Regions from separate parts of the Pan troglodytes genome. Here region 2 is linked to region 1. A link is a contact called in public HiChIP or PLAC-seq data. All regions are on one chromosome and are shown on one strand. The core of a region is the stretch at or near the end of the contact, and the rest is flanking DNA. Distances in the headings are between cores, read along the strand shown. Region 1 holds the start of RAMP3 (receptor activity modifying protein 3). Region 2 holds the start of ADCY1 (adenylate cyclase 1).

Region 1 (2,858 bases), core at 103-2,602:
GATACTGGAGATGGTCAGGAAAGCCTCAGCTTCTCCCAGAATGAATTGAGAGGACCTTCCTTCCACTATAGCGACCAAGATCTCCACCTAAGGGGCGCTCACTGGAAGTTTGCTGAAATCCCAAATCAGCATGCTCCTGATTTCAGAAGCTGCCATGCACCTGATTTCAGAAGCTGCCATGCACCTTTGCACTTCAACACAAAATCCACCACCTCCTAGGCTCCAGCCCTGGAACACCCAATGAAGCCACACATGTTCTGCACACCAAGACCTCTTCAATGGAAGGAAAATGACCACTGAGTTTGGTCCACCCTTTTCCCACCTCCCGTACCAAATCCCAAATCATCAAAACAGGCCCAACTCTGCATCTTACAGCCAGGGAAACTGGGGACCACCAGGCCAGGGCCCTCCATCACCAGTGTCCCCCCCAGAACTGGCCAGGCTCAGTCACCACTTAGTGGACCCCAGCCCTCAGCAAGCACTCTTCCCCAACAGCCTTTACACACGTTCTCTCTCTCTCTCTCTCTCTCTCTCTCTCTCTCTCTCTCTCTCTCTCTCTCTCTTACTTTTTCTTGGATAATTTCTTTAGCAAGGTACTTCAAAACAAGTTTTAGTTTCATCTATTTCCATTTTGTGAGCAATGGCTCTTCCTGGAGTCCTGATTTCTTGCCGAAGAAGGCATTAGGAGAGGATGGCTCAGAGAGTCGCCCCGCTTCCCCTCTCAGCCAGTTCCAGGACACACACAGGCGTCCACACACTGAGGGGCCCTGGGAGGACCAGCTACCCGGTCCGGAGTCCACCCGCCCACGCCCCTGTGAGTGGTGGGCAGGCACTCAATGCCAGGACAGAGAGCTCACTACCTTACAGACAGCCCACCCTGGGGGATAAGGGGTAAAGAGCCAGACCTGGTCCACCTCTTCTCGCCCACCCTGAGGCGACCCCAGAACCGGGGCGTGGGGGGACATCACAACTAGGAGGACCGGGGGCTGCCGGACCCTGCCGTCAGAAGACCCCGGAGGGGGCCCTGTGCCTCCCTTGCCCGCCAGAGTCCTTCGCCTTCAGCTTCTCCCGGGTGGAACCCTCCCGCAGAGCCTGGGAATCCCGCCAGGGTCACTGTGCGCCCCTCCCGAGCTCCGGGGCAAGGGAAGGACCGCGGCGCAGGTGCGGGAAGGCGCGGGTCCACCCGGGTCCGGTGAACCCCGAGGAGTGGGGGCGCCCCCGGTGCGGGCCGACGCCCCCTTACCGCAGAGCAGCAGCAGCAACAGGAGAAGTTGCGGGCGGCGCAGCGCTCCAGTCTCCATGGCTGGCCGGCCGCAGCTGGGTCACGCTCGGTCCCGCTGGGGGCGCGGCTGGGGGACGCCCGGTTGGGGTTGGGGTGGGGCGGGGCCTCAGGGGGTCCGCCCTCAGGCCGCACCCCCAGACCACGCCTGCGGCCGTGCCCCGTTGCCTCCAGATGTGGGGTGCAGTCCCTGCAGGCGCGCCGGGTGGGAGGGATAGGGGCGGCTGGAGTCTGGGCTGGAATCTCAGCGGTGAGAGGGGGGCGAGGGCTGGGTTTCGAGCTGGGGACAAGCTGGGGTAAGGTGGGGTGCCGGCTGATGGGCTCTGAGGGCGGGGCTGGGGTGCTGAGCTGCAAAGGAGCTTTTTGGGAGCAGATTGTAGGGGCAGACTGGGAGGTGAGCTGGGGTGAGCGTGGGGGCCGGCTGACGGTGGGCTGGGATGCAGGCTGGAGAGACTTGGGGAACTTCCGTCCAGGCTGGGGGGCAGAGGGTGGGGGTAGACCGGGGAGGGAGCTGAGGTGAGGATGAAGCGCTGGCTGATGATGGCCTAGAGGAGGCTGGGGGTAGACTGGAGGAAGGTGGACCTGGGGGTGGGCTAGGTATGCCCTGGCCGAAAGTAGACCAGAGTCCAGAGCTGCCCCCAGGCAGGGAGGGGAACTTTGAGCAGAGATACATCTAGGAGCCAGGTCTCCAAAGGTCAGGAAAGTGCATAAAAGAGGTTGGGGTGTGTGTGTGTGTGTGTGCGTGTGTGTGTTGTTCATGGAGTACGTGTGTGTGATGTGCATGTGGGGTGTGTGTAGATGCATGTGTGTGCATGGAGTGTGTGATGTATGGTGTGTGTGTGGCATGTGTGTGTTTGAGTCTGAGACAAGGTGTGTTTGTGAGTGTATGCTTGGGAAACAGTGTGTATGAGAGAGACTGGAGGGTGTGGCAACTACACACACAGAGACGTATCACACACCAAGAACCAAGCCACAAGCAAACCAAGGGACAGGAGAGTATCTGGCACCACCAAAGACCTGGCCTTGAAGACTGTCAGGGTCCCTGAGGCGAAGGAGGGCCTCAGTTTCTCCAGCCACAGGTCACTTGGCCAGATGGGTCACCTCTGTCACCCTCAGCCCCTAGCACAGGCCCTGGCTCCAGTGGACACTTAATGGTGTCTTCAGAATTGTCACTGGTCAGGACTTCCGAGAGCCAGCTAGAGGCACCTCTCTGCCCTCCAGGGCCCACCCACCACCCCTGGGGGCACATGCTGGTCTGAGGTTGGGGCACAGGCCCAGACTCCTACATGGATGGGCCCTCCACTCCTCTGAGCCGTAGGTACTGCTACCTTCCCAGGAGCTGAGCTGACCTTCTCCTGGCTTAGAAAGACCCACTTTATTTAACAAGACCCTTATTCGGGAGCAGAACTTTCTGTGCTTTTTTACTGAAGAAATTCTGATTACAGCCAGAATTAATTCAAAGGAGTCAAAACAAATTAAAATTGATCATTTGTCCTGCCTTCTGCCTGAGGGGTGGGCAGCAGGTGCAGGGGTGGCCACAGAGCCTCTAGTGAGACTGATGGTGCCCACAGCCAGGCCT
Region 2 (2,858 bases), core at 127-2,626, 420 kb before region 1:
TCTTTCTGGGCCGGAGGCAGGTCCACAGTAGGGTGGCCAGCAAGGCTGGAAGAGCCGAAGTCCTTTCCCACCACCCATATACTCCCCTCGGGTCCGCAGGGCTGGGAGGCGAGCCCAGCACGCGCTCTAGGTGCGCAAGGGAAGAGCCCAGCGCTGCGCGCAGAGTCGGCCTTGGAGCTTGCCCTGGGGGTCTGCTCTCCTCGCCCACTTTCAGTCCCTCTGTGGAGATGGGTGCGGCAAAAGACCGGCGGAACCCTCTGGCCGCCGTCTGGCCGCTCATCAGCTCCCTGACCTTGGCCAAACCTTTCTCTCTCCACACCTGTCTCCCCTCTCCACACTTCACGCCAGGGGCGCTTCGTGGATTGTAACTCTGAAGAGAGCCCTGGCCGGAGGGTGCCAGCCCCGACTGCGTCCCCAACTCGCAAGAGTGACCTTGAACACACCCCCACTCGGAGCCTCAGTGTCCCCACCCGCCGCATAGGAAAAAGCGCGCCCGACTCCGGGCAATCCCAGCATCGTCCCAGCAAGTGTGTCCGAGACCAGATGAGGGGTGCGCGGCTGCACTTACCGTCCTCCAGAGACGTGGGCGCTTGGCGGGGACCAAGGTGGCTGTGACCAGCAAGTGCGACGCAGCCACCACGAGCCCAAAGCCGATGGCCAGCAGGCTGCGCACGGGCAGCAAGGCATAGGACACGAAGGTGACCAAAAGGAGCTGCCAAACCCCTTGTTCGGCGGTCGCTGGCCCCCCAGCGGCCCCGGCGGAACCCCGGGCGGGGCCGCCCAGCGCGAAAGGACAGCAGAGCAGCGCGAAGGTGAGGCTGAAGAGCAGCGCCAGCTGGCCGACCTGCTGCAGCTGGGGCACCTGCAGGGACCGGACGTTGGTTACCACGAGCAGCGCCAGGAAGAGGACGCAGTGCACCGGGTGCGAGCCCTTGGCCAGGCCGGGTGCGGGCCCCGGCGCGCCCAGCAGCTCGGCCAGCGCCAGCGCGCCCGCCAGCAGGCTGAGAACGGCCAGCGCCTTCAGCGTGGCCGCCTGCTCCAGCCGCAGCGTGTAGCCGCGGAACAGCGCCTCCAGCTCTGGGCAAGCGAACTCCTCGTTGCACGCCCGGAGCCCGCGCCGGCGGCTTGGCCCGGCCGCCCGCTCGGCGCCCCCGGGCTCGCCCGCGCCGCCTCCGCCGCCGCCTCCGCCGCGCGGCGCCCCCGCCATCTCAGCGCCATGCAGCGGCCGCGGCCGCGGGCGCGCCCCTCGCCGGCCCGGGGCGCCGGGGCGCGGGCGGCGGCGCCGGGGCGGGCGGGCGGCGGGCGGCGAGGCGCCGGGGCGCGGGGCGGGCGGAGTTGGGGCGCCGGCTGCCCCGCGCGCGCGCCCGGAGCGCGTCCCCTCCCGCCCGCCGCGCCTGCGCACTGGAGCCCGCCCGCGCCCCGACCGTGGTCCTCGGCGGCGACCGCGCTGCGACAGCCGAGCCCCGGGAGCCGCGAACCTGGGCGCGCACAGCCCGCGCCCCAACTCCGCGTCCTGCGTTCCCGCCCGCCGGAGGAGCCGCGTGACCTCGAGTACCCTCCTTGTCCCCTCCGAGCCTCAGTTTCCCCACCGTGCACAGTGGAACCCACCCTCTTGGCGTCACCTGGGGAGTCGAAAATACTGAAATCCTGCGAAATTCCCTGTTGCGGGGCAGTTAATCTTGGAAAATATGTGCCTTCCCCCCCTCAATAAAACCAGGCCACTAGATTTGAGAGGGGCCCGCGTCTGACTGCGAACCCAGGGCCCTCGCCCCTACGAGACGGAGAATCGACGTCCAAGAATCCCCGGGATCAGGAGGAAGGTGGAGGCCTGGGGCGTACGTCCCTTCCATGCGCATGAGGGACCCCCCGCCCCTCGGCAATTCTTCCCTAAGCTCTAGGGTCGCGGAGACCCTGTGGGCGGGTGCGGGCTGCGGGAGCTGTGCTGGGGAGGCGGAGGTGGTGAAGTCCAAGAAACAAAGTCCTGGGAGTCGGCCCGAGGGATTCCTCCTGGGTACTGAACTGAACCAGGATGGGCTCCTGGCAGTGCTGTGTCCCGGGAAGAAGGTGTGAGGCTGTAGGTGCAGAAATGGGGCAAGAGATGAAAGGAAAAGGGGCGCTGCTGTTTGCCTTAACGATTAGCTGGATACCCGAGAGAGAGCGAAACGTTTTCTTCTAGCAGGACAATTGGGAGGGAAGGACCCGCTGGCCCATGGGGGTTAAAACCCGCGAGTCGAATTCCACTGCTTACATTCATTCACTATGAGGGAGACAACTTTGTGCTGGTGCTTCAAGTACATGATGTCATTTGGTGCTCAGACGGCCCCTGGGCTGCCTGCATCCCCCTTACAGTGAGGATCTCTCATGATCAGCTCCCTCCAAGGGGCCTAGAGAGGAGTAGCCACTGCAAGAACCCCTGCCTCCTCCGTTATCCCGGCTGCTTCTCGTCCCCTTAATATGGATAGACCAGGAACTGGGATCCCATGAAATAATGGAGACCAGGAGGCTAGGCCCCCTGCAGAAGGCCCCACTCCCAGAAACCCGGATTTAAGGCATCTCGCCCAGGCATTGGTCTATTTTAGAAATGCCCCAGGGATTCATTAACTCTCAGGGATTCCACGTGTTGTTATACAGAACAAAGGTTAGAATTTGAGGCATTTCCATTTTATCTGGAATTGGTGTCAGGTTGAACCATACAAAATTGCCATTTTTGTAAAAGAGCCAAAGTTGTCACATGTCAGCTCTTTCATATGCTTCAACTTGATAGTTGCAGATGATGACACCTCTAGGCTTTGTCTAGAGTAGGGGCACTTTCCCATCCCTTGTCCCCAGTAGCTCACACCAAAGGCCCCCAGCAGACA

What was found. HiChIP or PLAC-seq counts read pairs in DNA pulled down with a chosen protein or histone mark.
Region 2: a contact with region 1 is called in an H3K4me3 HiChIP or PLAC-seq map of stem cell-derived excitatory neurons, with 17 times the contacts expected there. The contact joins the promoter of ADCY1 here to the promoter of RAMP3 in region 1. A contact is called at or near these places in 1 of 7 Hi-C or Micro-C datasets (stem cell-derived neural progenitor cells) and 1 of 1 datasets of contacts at active chromatin or transcription factors (stem cell-derived excitatory neurons).

What each region holds. Positions count from the first base shown.
Region 1 is chr6:51,025,433-51,028,290 of NHGRI_mPanTro3-v2.0_pri, reverse strand. It overlaps RAMP3 (receptor activity modifying protein 3), which reads right to left and starts at 1,352. Exons shown (of 3, transcript XM_001151180.7): 1 at 1,244-1,352. The coding sequence starts at 1,301.
Region 2 is chr6:51,442,552-51,445,409 of NHGRI_mPanTro3-v2.0_pri, reverse strand. ADCY1 (adenylate cyclase 1) reads right to left here and starts at 1,376. Exons shown (of 20, transcript XM_519081.8): 1 at 569-1,376. The coding sequence starts at 1,207.